Regions from separate parts of the Mus musculus genome. Here region 2 is linked to region 1. The links are chromatin contacts, called in public ChIA-PET maps. All regions are on one chromosome and are shown on one strand. Each heading gives the region's core, a stretch centred on a gene start, on an enhancer-like site or on the middle of the called end of the contact. The rest is flanking DNA. Distances are from core to core; before and after follow the strand shown. Region 1 holds the start of Reep3 (receptor accessory protein 3). Region 2 overlaps Jmjd1c (jumonji domain containing 1C).

What was found. ChIA-PET counts read pairs in DNA pulled down with a chosen protein or histone mark.
Region 2: an RNA polymerase II ChIA-PET map of neural stem cells shows a contact between it and region 1, with 5 read pairs. The contact joins the enhancer-like site here to the promoter of Reep3 in region 1. A contact is called at or near these places in 4 of 484 Hi-C or Micro-C datasets (embryonic fibroblasts, olfactory sensory neurons, short-term hematopoietic stem cells and 1 more), 11 of 115 datasets of contacts at active chromatin or transcription factors (CD8 T cells, the SCID.adh cell line, bone marrow-derived macrophages and 6 more) and 1 of 9 other capture datasets (adipose tissue).

The regions. Positions count from the first base shown.
Region 1 is chr10:67,094,040-67,100,761 of GRCm38.p6, reverse strand. It overlaps Reep3 (receptor accessory protein 3), which reads left to right and starts at 3,774. Exons shown (of 8, transcript NM_178606.5): 1 at 3,774-3,972. The coding sequence starts at 3,941. It also overlaps a transcript of Jmjd1c not described here.
Region 2 is chr10:67,140,141-67,146,731 of GRCm38.p6, reverse strand. The region is part of intron 1 of Jmjd1c (jumonji domain containing 1C); the gene reads right to left. Among named protein-coding and RNA genes, the nearest start is that of Jmjd1c, 16 kb to the right of the region's middle. Within about 2 kb of position 2,866, at least 19 of the 459 cell types and tissues checked have an H3K27ac peak or open chromatin away from gene starts, as enhancers often do. A contact at or near this core is called in neural progenitor cells and neural stem cells, where this site is marked.

The DNA of each region.
Region 1 (6,722 bases), core at 2,525-5,024:
AATTTGGTAATTTTAGCCTTCTTACAGATGAAAGTCTTTTCAATTATTTAAAAATACTTCCCTATTAGAAATGGGAAGGTGACCCAGTATTCAGTCTCATTAGCATACTCATTAATAATTACAAGACTTGTGATACTATCTCCTTACCCTGTAATTCTGCTCTACACCTGGGGCGGCTCTCTTTCGCTGCCTCAGGTACTTTCCTACTCTCTATTGATTTGCTAATAAGCGAGCTCCTTTAACATGCAAAAAGCTGTACATTCCACTATCTCCTAGGACAACTAGAGGAGGAAGTGGTAGCGAGAGTGAGACTTTTAAATGAGTCCTAAAGCCCTTTACATTTGATCACCACCCATTAACATAGTCATTCAAAACAAAACTAGCAGTGACTCACCATTCATCTCATTACGAGGAAGAGCAAGAGGTCTCCAGAGAAAACGTCCTCCAGCCTACCTACACTGCTTCCCACCAAGGCTGAGCTCAATATCCACAGTGGTCCTGGCACAGCACCATGAAGGATGCACTGCACACACAGCATACAAACACTGATGAAATGTATAAACAAACAAAGCTTTAAATATTTCCCTAGCTTCTATGTGGAATGAGAGGAAGCATGCCAAGTAAGGCCACATTATAAAAGCTACTCGAGTAGGCTCAGTGGTTAAAGGTGATTGCTGCTCAACCATGAAGGCCAGAGTTCCAACCCCAGCAACCCCACCCCACCCACATCACTGCCCAGCCCCATAAGCTGGACTTGGTTATCCATGTTCTTTTTTTTTTTTAAAGATTTATTTATTATATGTAAGTACACTGTAGCTGTCTTCAGACAGTCCAGAAGAGGGTGTCAGATCTCATTACAGATGGTTATGAACCACCATGTGGTGGCTGGGATTTGAATTCAGGACCTTTGGAAGAACAGTCAGTGCTCTTAACTGCTGAGCCATCTCTCCAGCCCCTGTTCTTATAATAACCCCAGTGTGTGGGGTGAGGGGCAGAGTCGGGAGAGTTAGTTGGGTTTGCAGGGTACCAGCCTAGCTGAAAACATGAATTCTCCAAGGTCAGAGTAACCCTACCTCCAAGGAATAAGGCAGAGCAGCAGAGGATAGGATATGCCTGACACCCTCTGGCCTTCATTTGGTGCAAGGAGCACAGGCAACTGTGTGCGCGTGCGTGCACACACACACACACACACACACACACACACACACACACTGCTGAGCAGAAGATACCGTATTCCCTTTTCTCACATAAGGCTATAGCATCATCTTACACACTGAAGCATATATCTAATAGCCATCAATTAGCAGATCTCAAGTATCTGAGGTCCAGTAACAAACAGCAAGCAGCCACCTCTAAAAGCTGGGCGCTTTCCACAAGAGGCTCCTCCTAGGATTGACCGACTCTTATGTAGGTCAATAGTTCTCAGCCGTATCAGTTTCCGAGTGGCCCTCCGGTTAACACGCTGCCATAATGAGACGCACCGAGCAACCCCCTTGTACAGGCAACTCCAAACAAATCCATCTATCTAGATAAACCAGTAAAGTGGAAAGGGGAAATAAAAATAAGTTACACAAAGGCCCGTCAGCATATGGATGCTGGGACAAAATGATTAGGAACTGGACGTGACTGCCTTGCAAACCTGCTGAGGACTCCATGTGACACAACTATCAAAAACGTCTAATCAAGTGGTGAACACAACCTTCCCTTCTCGTTTACACAACAGGAGTGTGCAGAGACAGAGACAAGAAACTTCAGTCACGGTTAAAACTGTGACTTTATAAAGTGGAAATTTCAGGCTCTGACGATGACAAATATCACAGGAATGACAAGCATGATCTTCCTAAACCAGGAAGGACACAGGAACAGTCTTTGTTCAGGATGTCCCCCACACAGCACAGAGTGCAGCATCCCCAGACCCATCCCCACCTGCTTGCTAGTGGTTAATGCCAGTCACAACAACGAAGAAAAGCAGCTTGCTAATTTTTAATTTTCCCCCTGGACTAACCAACTCACACCCAACTCAGGTATGACTCAAAAGTACTGGAGTTCAGCTCCATTACCTATGAACCATGGGGATCACTGGCTACAGAGTTAAGTTCTCTAAACCTCCGTTTCCATGGTACCAAGGAGAATCAACACTCCAGGGCTGTCTGGGGCGGCAGGATGACTCAACAACACTGTAGCAACCCAGGGTAGGTAGGTGGTTTACAACCCGTGGCTTTTTGAAATAGGAACAAGGGGGCTGTGTCCTGCAAACAATAACAAGAGCCATCACCTCTGCAAAACAGGCAGAAGAGACTAAATGCGGAGGGGTGAAAGGAGTCCAGAAACTTAAGGGATAAATTATGAGGGAGGGTGGGGGGCAGGGAATTGGGGGGGGGGGATTTAAGAGGTCAGAAAGGTAGAGAATGGGAAATAAAGCATCCAAGAAAAAGATGCAATTCAGTCAAGGGCACGAAAACACACCTTAGCTCAGGAAAGAGAGGAGGGGAAAGATATGTTAAGGATGAGGAACGAAAGGCTGTAAATAAAGACATTACAAGACCGCTCTGCCCATGGAAGGACATGAAAGGACAAGGAAGGTATGTGCCAGAAAAACTGCTGCTTAGAGGGCAAGCACATCTCCCCAGTAACGCTGAACAATGGTCAAACTAAATAAACCAGGACAAACGCAATCACCGCAGCCCCTGAAATAAAAACACACATTCTTAATGTAAATAAGCAAAAAAAAAAAAAAAAAAAGGAACGGAAGAGCAGAAAGCAGCGGAGGACTTCTCTTCCTGGTTCTGTGGAAGGAAACCCCGCAGGCCTCCACCTCCTCCACAGTGCTGGGATCACAAGAGCTCACCACCATCCCTCCCCTGCTGCTTTCTTTCATGGCCAAAATTCTTCTTAATTTATAGGCCTCATGAACTACAAGGCACTCATGGTAACCTATCCCTGTCCCTTGATACCATCCCAGGCAAATCCGACTCCTTCCTAAACACATTAATTAGCAATACCTTACATCATCCTTGAAAAGCAGGAGGTAAGCAAGAGTATTATTAGCCTCTTTTTATTATGGGGAAACTGGGGAACAAAAAGATTAAATTACAGTACGTCCCAAAATGAGCCATCATATTTTCTAGGACTTTAATTAAAGGCTCCAAACACCACATTACAGACATTATTCTTTCTAGCTTAGAGAACTTTTACTATTGCTTCCACCAGGGGACCAAGAAAAAAAAACACCTACAGTAACTTAAAAGGTCAGCTTAAAATTTTGGACAGTGTTAAGAGGTAACACACACGCGCGCGCGCGTGACGGAAAAAAAAAATAAGGACACTTGTAAACAGCACCACGGGTCGGAAATCCTGGGTCCACGTTTTAGGCTGTGGGGCAGGCAAGACAGACAGGAGTTGGCTGACGCTGATGGAAAAGGTGCCCCAAGGGGCCCAGAACAGCCTCGCCATCCCTGCAAACCCATCACTCCAAACGTGACCCCCGACGCTCTCCCTTGGCCCCTGCATTGCACCACGAGCCTCGCCGTGCCAACCCAGGCCTGTGGTAGGCCCTGGCTGCCGAGCCTCGGTGAGCACCGGAGCCGCACCTAGCCAGACACTTCACAATCCCGGCTTCCCCCGCCCCCGGCCTCGGCTCCCACGCGCTCTCACCGCCCGCCCGGAGTCCCCCGGCCCGGGGAAGCGAGGTGACCGCGCAGCTCGGTGGAGCGCAGCGCCCGCGGGGTCCCGGAGCCGCCGCCTATCAGCGGAGCGCAGGGGCGGGGCCGGCAGGGCCGGCGGGGCCGCGGGCGGGGGCGGACGGGCGGGGGACCGGGCTCCGGGCGGCTCCGGGCACCGCGCGCACACACCGGGCCGGCTCCCGAGGGCGCCAGCGCGGCCCCGGGGAGCGCGAGCGGGGAGCGCGCGGCCTGCGGTCAGCGGCCCATCGGCCGAAAAGATGGTGTCCTGGATGATCTCCCGAGCCGTGGTGTAAGTACGGGCGGGGAAGACGCTTGGGGCCCGGTTGCCGGAGCCAAGCTCACGGGCCGCGGCCTGCTCACCCGTGTCCCAGTCGCTGCGGGGCTCCGGGGCGGCGGCGGCGTTGGGAGCAGCAGGGCGCGGGCGAACGGACTGGCAGGCGGTGGGCTCTGCTCCGTGGAGCCGCTCCCCGGCGCGCGGCGGGCTCTGCTCGGCTTCTCCTCGGCCTCCCCTCCGCTCCTCGGCTACGCGGCAGGCGCTGCTCCGCTCCTCGGCTCCTCCGCTGCCCGGCGCTGCGCGCGGCGGGCTCTGCTCGGCTCCGCGGCGCGCTCCCGGCTGCGGCTCCCGCTCCCGCGGCCCGCGCTGCGCGGCACCGCCCTGCGCAGGCTCCGCCGACGCTGAGCGCGGGAGGCCGGCGGGACTCCGGATGCGCCCGAGCCTTTGTCACCAGGTCTACCGCGTTGCGGTGTCTGTCCGCGGCGCACGCCGCTTGGTCACGTGTAGGAGGAGGAGAGATCGGTGTCAGAGCCCGGGCTGCAGAGTCTTGCTCAGGGGTCCCGAGGTGACCTGGGAAAGAGCCTGCGCTAGAAAGGTCGGGCAAACGCTGACCGTGGAGGGCCGTGGGTGGGAAGAAATGTTTGCAATGGAGAAGGCGCAGGTGCCAGTCCCCTTTGTTCGGGTCATCTCCTCAGTTCACTGATTGTGATACAAACGAGAGCTGCGGATGGGGAGAGGAGGGGGGAAAAGTTGAGATGTGTTGTTTAATCTGCAAAGGTATTTGAATACAAGTTAAACCGGTTCTCTTCCCATCTTTCACCTTACCCTGTGCGCTCTAAAGCAAAGTCACCAAATAAAGGGCCATAAATTAGGTAAAGCCTGGGGGCGGGAATTCATTATTCATGTAGCAGTAGTGTCATCTGAGTACCTTAATGAAATGTTTATATGAGGTTAACAGGCCTCGCTGATTAGCTTATAATTTGAAGGGAGAAAATGACATTACTTGGGCATTATTATTTTCACTACGGAGAAGGAGCTAATTTTTTTTTAACTTGCTTTTATTTCGTTTGGAAGTGAGCTAGGTAACCTAGTTTGCAATGCATTCAAAATTTGCTCTTTCATAAAATGTCCTTTAAAGCCTCTGAACTTCTTGTATTCATCTTAAAGCCACAAATAAATAAAGTTATGCCACGGGTGCCTTCAAATTATGTTTTGCCTCTTCCAAGGCAGTCTTCGGGTTTCCACATAATCCAGGCATACTTTCTTAACCTACCAGAAGTCCCTCCACTATTTTGGCCTAGCCCCTCAAATTAAATGCCCCATTAAAAAAACTGGGTTTGTCTTTTGATCTCTTAGACCATTTTCAATGATGGAAAATTATGGAACACCTTGAGTTTGCATTCATCAAATAAGATTTTTATTTTTTTAATTGGTGAAAGGAAGTATGTTTAGTGCTACGCTACCTCCAATACAAAGGTCAGTACCACGTAGGAGATCTTAATGGGACACACATTTCACATCCACAGATATCTACTGTACAGGTCAGAATGTCAGGTCTTATGAGGGTTATACCTGGTGTAATACCCAGTGTTAGACAAGGAAGAAATTATCTGTGGTTGGAGCGTCATCAAAGAAGGCAAAAGAGATTACGTTCATAATAGACCTTGAGGAATGAACCCGATCTAGACCGCCAAAGAGGAAGAAGGAAAAGATTTCTGATAGGTGGACTGGTGTAAACCAGAGCTGGGGTAGATTACAGAGTGAGAGCCAGAAAAGCAGGAAGAGAAAGAGAGGCCATTGTTTTATGAAGACTTTTATAATCCCAGAAACACTGAGTCCAGTACTGAAGGAAGGATGCGCTCCTGCTCGGTCAGCCTGTGGAGTTGAAGGTCTGGGGTGAAGGGGAAGCATGCAAATGTGACTTTTTTTTTTAAAGGTCATTAAAACATGTATTAATCAGGAGTCAAGAAATGTGTTTCGTGAACTTCGGGTCCAGCACATTTGTCGAGGAACATCTGTGTGTGTGTTTCCATCTGCGCTTGGGTTATCTCTAAATGTAAAAGCTGTCCTAATAGCTACACAAACCTAGATACTTGCTCCGCACTGTGAAATAGAATTTGTTTGTGTATCTCCTTCTTCACCTACTGAAATGCCCAGCTGGGCCTAAACAAGGTCAGACAGTTTCCTCAGCCCGAGCCTTTGGAGGTACCATCAAGGACAAGGGACCCTATCTAAACCTGAACTCCCAAGATTAAGGAGCAATTCTTTGCAGACCTTGAAGCATAACTCTGAGGACAAGAATGATACATTAGACTCAGACTCAGACTCCACTTAGTAGCTGTGTAGCCCCTCTGACTGTACTGAGCCCACCTGAGCTTAAGTTGCCTTTTTTTTTTTTAATTTATCGTTTTGGGTGGCCTTGGGGTAATGTGACAGAGGACAACCTGTGGGAGTCAGTTTGTTCCTTCCACCACGGGATTGGGTGAGCATAGGGACTTAGGCTTGACAAGCAAGCAGCGTCTCCTCATCTTCAATTGATTGTCACAACATCAACTTACTTAAAGCTCACAAGACCAATAAATGAGTGGTTTTTAATGGATTCCGTGTGTGAGCGTGGGGGGGGGGGGGGTGTCTGCCTGTACCTGGGTGTGCCTGAGTATATGTATGTGTACCACGCTTCTGCAGAAACCCTAAGAGGTCAGAATGTAATGTCAGATCCCATGAAACAGGAGATACAAGCAGTTGTGAGCTGCCATTTGAATCCT
Region 2 (6,591 bases), core at 1,617-4,116, 47 kb before region 1:
GCAGAAAACGTGACTCTTTCTGAACATATGTACGCCAGGACATTTCTTGCAACAACTAAAAACATAGGGGCTCTGAACTAATCAGTGGTTTAAGACACTGATGGATTAAAAATCTGAGTAGACTTCAGGGAGCTGGTGGAACTGCAGGAGGCAGAGCATAACTGGAGGAAGTAGGAAACTTGGGGTTTGCCTTCAAAAGTTTTAGCTGGCCCTAGCCCCATCTGGCTATTTTGCACTGCATGGTTGCCATGAAGGGAGAAACCTGGGCCACAGGCTCCATGGACAATTCTAACTCACTTCTGATATCAAACAGCAGAACCAAACAAACTTGGGCTGTCACCTACCTCTAAAATCATAAGCCAAACTAATCTTTCCACCTTTGGATTGGTTCTCATTTGTACTCAAAACCAAATGTTGATTAAACAACGTTTTTAATTTATTGTACTTGCACACTAAGGTGACATTTAGTTCACGTTTCTCAGTAGTGCCCTACCTTTTAATGCCACTACCATAGATGTAACACTAGCTAGCTTATTATAAAACAAATATAACAGAATAATAGACTGGGTCATATATTCATAAAAGCCAGAAAAGATTCTCCACTATAGCCTTCAGGAAGCATATAATTTCCTGCCAGATTTGGGAATTCTGGCCTCTAAAATCCCAGATTCTAAACACAAATATAGATGACAGTATAGCAGTGTAATTATATATAAAACTGAGTACTCAGAAAACTCCATGTGTGCTTTGAATATAAAAAGTTCCCTACAGGTTCACAGGCTTGAGTCCTGGGTGCCTAGGAGTGCTGCTGTTTGCGATGGAGACAGAACCTTTAGGAACTGGACCTTGCTGGGACAGCCACAGCACTACTCAAAAGGTAGACTTCGGAGACTTTCCAACAAGCTGGCCTGCTGTTTCCTGTGTGTGGTAAAATGTTATCCACATGCTTTGCCACCCCAGGCTGCCAGCCTCACTCGTGCTGTAGTGTCCTCCTACCACGGGCAGATCACAGCAAATTAAAGTAAGAAATAGACCCATTTCAGAACCTGTATGTTTTCCAAAATGAGTTTATTGGTACAGGTATTATCCATCAGGTATATATCATTAAATTGAATCTACAAAATTTCCTATGTACATATTTTACTATTATGGCTGTTTTAAATTACAATGAAAAAAAAAACAAACAACAACAAAATCAGTAAAAATGTAAGCAACCCCAAGTAGAACAAAAAGAATGACCGCAACATCAGGAATACTTGCAATCAGATGGTCAGACAGTTAAGCAAACAACTAGAAATACCACCTATTTCAAAATAAATTTTCTTAAGGAATAACTTCATATCAACAAAACTGGGGGTGGGGGGTGAAAACACACACACAAAAATAATAGCCTCTGGTAGATAATGAAAACCTTGAGAAAACTAGGCTGGGCCCTGGTGGCAAACTCCTTTCATCCCAGCACTCAGGAGGCAGAGTCAGGAGAATCTCTGAGTTTGAGGCCAGCCTGGTCTACAGAGCAAGTTTCCAGGAAATCCAAGACTACACAGGGAAACCCTATCTCAAAAAAAAAAAAAAAAAAAAAAAAAAAAAAAAAAAAAAAAAAAAAAAAAAAACAACACACTAGCCTCTCTGCTAAATTCTATTGAAAAGCAACTACTTGACTTATAAATTTTGGTATCATTATCTACTTTTTGTTTGTGCTGTTGTATTAGGGATTAAACCTATTCATTTCCTAAATCGCATAGCCCTCACTTACTAAAATATTATAGGTAATGCTCATAAACACTAGTATGAAAGAATGGGATAATTATTACCACACTTATTTTAAAACAACTCAGAGAACTCACATTCCCTTGTAAGTAATATGTAATCAGTATTTTGGTCCATGGTATTTAGTGAAACTGTATTATATGTATTTCATCTTTTCTATTTTAGTTAGCATACTCTTATAATTCCTGGTATTGATTAGGCCTTTAAGTTTTTACTGTTGAAAGGTGGTATATGCACAGGTATACCAACACTGCTAATATTAATTCCCTACAGTATATAAGCCTGAACACAAAAATGGCTACAAATCCATACTGCAAAACATACAAGACTATTCCTCAAATGTTGCTTAAATAAAATCTTTTGTACCATTTCTAACACAATGAAAAGCAACTGAAACGTCCTATGGAAAACCAACACCTGCAGGAAAAGATGCAGTCTGGCAAGTGCTGGGCCTGTCCATTCATGACTTAGTTCTCAAACATTAAGGCTCTCCTCCTCTCCCTTCCTGTGCACTCAGTGGATGGAGTTAAGAAAACAGAGCTTACAGTGTTCTAGCTGAACTACACAACTACACAGCTGAACCTATTACTTGGCCTAAAAAAAAAAACCGGCTTTCTTTCAGGGAACAAGTTTTAATGTGGATTCAAGTTCTAGACAGAATATCTGCTCTGTGGAAACAAACAAACAAACAAACAAACAATCCTTATTAAAAAGTCACTATTTTTAAAAGTGTCAACTAATGAAAGTGCCTAAAACTACCACTAAAACATGACATCCCTGAAATAATTTCTACTTCTGGCAAGATAAATGCGACATATGCATGTAACCTTAACAATTTCAGTCCAAACTGACAACTCAAAATATTATTCACTCAACAATATTTTTAAGATTTTTAAAAATGGTTTCTTCTTAAGTTAGTGGCTGTAATCTATGACAGGAAGGCTATTTAATCAATATCTTATAGTATGTTGTTAATAAGTTACAAAGTTTCAGATATAATGAAAAGAATTTGGCATGTTACTAAACTATTAAAGGCCTGTCAAAAAACAAGGGGAAACTGTCTAGCTGGTTGACCATGCTGTGCTGGCAACATCTCAAACATCTGCTAAAGGTCAGATTTCCACTGCATGGAAGCAATCAATGGAACTACACAATTCTCCTAGCACTTTAAGAAGCTAAACAAAGACCACTATTTTACATAAGTAACAGAACATAACTTAGCTTTGTAATAAATTACAGCAAAGTCTACAGCTTTCTTATCTGAGAAATCACACATTTAAATAACACTTCTGAATTTCTATTTGTATTTAAACTTATGTTTACTATGTTTACAACATATATTTATAAAACTCTACCTTTCCAAAGGTTGAAAAAAATTGTTTTTTTTCTTTTATATTAGAGAAAGTATAATAAAAACTTAATCCTAATAAAAAGTTAAGACAATTTTAACAACAAACAGTCACTTTTAGGAATCTGAAAACATGTTAGTTCACAGGTTGCTTAATTCAGTGCACACAGCTCATTCACAGCCGTTACATTTCTAGAAAGCAGGACTTACTGGTAAAAGTACACTTGTTATGGGATGTTTCTGTGATGATAGAGACTGACAGCAATGCTGACGAGGGAGCTCCCTCAAGTGCTCTTCACACCAGGTGGCTTACAGCCCCCTGTACCTCGGGTTTCAGGGGAGCTGGCACCCTTTTCTGAGCTATAATCACTCTTGGAAGTACATGGTACAAATAAGCTTACAAGCACATGAACACTAATAATCTTAATGTGACTGCTCGGGCAATCTGACTAGTTACTTAAACAATATTTAAACACAAGTTACTAAAGTATTAAAAAATTATTGCGGGCTGGCGAGATGGCTCAGCAGGTAAGAGCACTGACTGCTCTTCCAAAGGTCCTGAGTTCAAATCCCAGCATCCACATGGTGGCTCACAACCACCCATAATGAGATCTGATGCCCTCTTCTGGTGAGTCTGAAGATAGCTACAGTGTACTTAGATATAATAATAAATAAATCTTTAAAAAAAATTATTGCAAGTATGTGTAAGTGGTTGGGGGGGGGGGTTGTATGCTTTAAGACATGGTGTTACTAGATGGCCACAGTGGGCTGACGGTGAACTCCTCATTTTCCTGCCTCTGTGCCTGAGTACTAGAATTATAAGCATCCACTTGTTTTGGGGTTTTGTTTTTGGTTATTTTGTTTTTGTTTTTGTTTTTTAAAGACAGGGTTTCACTATGTAATCTTGACTGGCCTGAAGCACAATGGTAGACCAGTTTGGCCTCCAAGTCTCAAAGAACCACCTTCCTCTAACTTAGTGCTTGCTGAGATTTGAAGGCAAGTATCACTTTGCCAGGCTCTTTTCCTGGGTGTTTTGTTTGGGGGCAGGTCTCTATTGTGGACCTCTAGCTATCCTGGAACCCTCTACATAGACCAGGCTGACCTGGAACACAAAGATCCACCTGACTGCCTCCTGAATGCGGGAATTAAAGAAAGGTGTACTCTACCATGCCTGGCTTACAGCTCTTCTGGAAAAGATGTTACATTAAAGCCAAAATTTAAAGGTCACATACTTTTCAAATTATTCCCTATATATTAGCTAAATATGCTGCTGTCAAATTTGATAAACATATTATGAGAATAAATTATGAAGATTTAAAATGTCTTTTATATAAGAATACAAATTAAAAGTGAACATTTAAAAACCCTAATGAACCACTTTTACAGGGGACCAGGAAGATAAAGGTCATTGCTTAAACACATACTTAAAATGTATGAGGTACTAAATTTAATCCAATACCAATTTTAAAATTTTTGATGTGTATGCATGTGTGTGCGTGACTGTGTGTGTGCGTATCTCTAGACTTACGGGGATTGGGGGTGCTGAGTGCATGCCAGAGCAAGTGTAGAGGAAGGAGGACAAATCTCTGAAATTGTTCTTTCCTTCCACCTTTATTATGGTTACAGGGATCAAACTCAGGTCCTCAGACTTTTACCTAACCATCTGAGCCATCTCCCCAGCCTTCAATATTTTTATCATTAAAACGGAATGATGGCCCTATGACAAAGAACTCTAGGACAGTTAGTAAGCCATTTAAATTAACAAGTGACTGTTTGCAACAACAACAACAACAAAAAAGAATAAATAGACAAGAAAATGCAAAGGTAAAAGCTTGGGCTGGAGAGTGGCTCAGAAGTTAAGACCACTTGGTCATGAAGTTACAGACAGTTGTGAGCTGCAAGACTGATGCAGGTAACTGAACCTGGGGATTTAATTGAAAACACAGCATATCTAGCTTTTGGTTTCAGAAGAGTTACAGATATGGAAAACATGCGTCCAACAAGGGTATGAGAAATATCCACAAGCAGGGTGGGCTCCAGGGTGTGAACTCCAAGTTGTCAATCCTATACCCATCTATTCCTGCTTTTCATACCAACAGTTTCTGTAAGTAGCAGAAAGTGCCTGATACCCACGTTTCCCAGTATCTTGGAAGATAGAGAAGATAACATGATGTAAATCAGGAGATGAGGTAGGGTAGCCAATAAAGTACTCCTTAACTAGCAACAAAATAATACAATATGAAGCTTCTGTCCTTTTTTTAAACAAGCTATGTTGTCACTATGAAGGACAAACCACAAGAATAATACTGTCATAGCCAAAGAATGGATCACCTACTTCTCCACTTATAACAACAAAAATTCTCTCCTGTTTAGCTACTGCTACTTAAGAGTTTTTATTAAATACATCCAAAACTCAATCTGTAACTGAAGTAGCTCTAAACTCTCCAAGAATATTAAGGAAATGTTAATACATCAACATATAACCTAACTAGTATTAAAGAAAAACTAGTCAGAAGGTAAAACTTACATCAGATACAAGTTTTTATAGCACAATTAAAAAAAAAATACAAGGCTCTAACTGGATATAGACATAGGTTTTTATATTTACTCTACCGGTTTAGATTAATCCACAAATAGAAACTCACAGGCACTGAATATCTAAATACCATGAACATCTGTTAAATTTTTTATAATACATGAAGACAAAGCAAATGCTTTTCTCACATACGATCTCACTAAGGAAAAGGCAGTGTGGGGATGGGTCAGCATTTATTGCTCTGCAGAGGACCCAGGTTCCCAGCACCTACATGGCAGCTCACAATCATCTAGCACTCCAGCCCCAGGGTTTCCAATCCCTCTGCTGGTCTCAACAGGTGCACAAACATACATGAAAGCAAAACAATCAATCAAATAAAAGTAAATTTTTGACAAGGTAATAACTTCATTAGCATATGAATACATTAAAATACCAACCTATCAATAATTATAAACATAATAAAAAATTCTTTCTACATATACTGCTCTCAAGCAAGGCCCTAACTTTTTCAAGTATACAGAATATGAAAAACAGCAGTGATGGTTTGACTGCAACAGAAGATATAATTAATTAAACTATATTATTTATAAAGCACAATGGTAATTTTCCCATTTTATATTAATTATGAAAACAATTATAACATATCTCAAACTATTGGAGCAAGATATACAACACAGAAGTCTGCATTTATATAATACTTCATATAACAATTGTTTATATTCTTTTTCTCAAAAAATACTTAATAAAGTTAGAATATATCAGCTGACCATAACCAACAACCAACAGGCTCTAAAGTCACCTCTAGAATCCTAGGAGTCAACTGAAGCTCAGATGTAACAGGACCACAAGATCTTTTTCTAGATCTTTTAATTACCTATATATACTTACCTATATCTTTTTCTAGATCTTTTAATTACCTATCTATACTTTCTCTGAA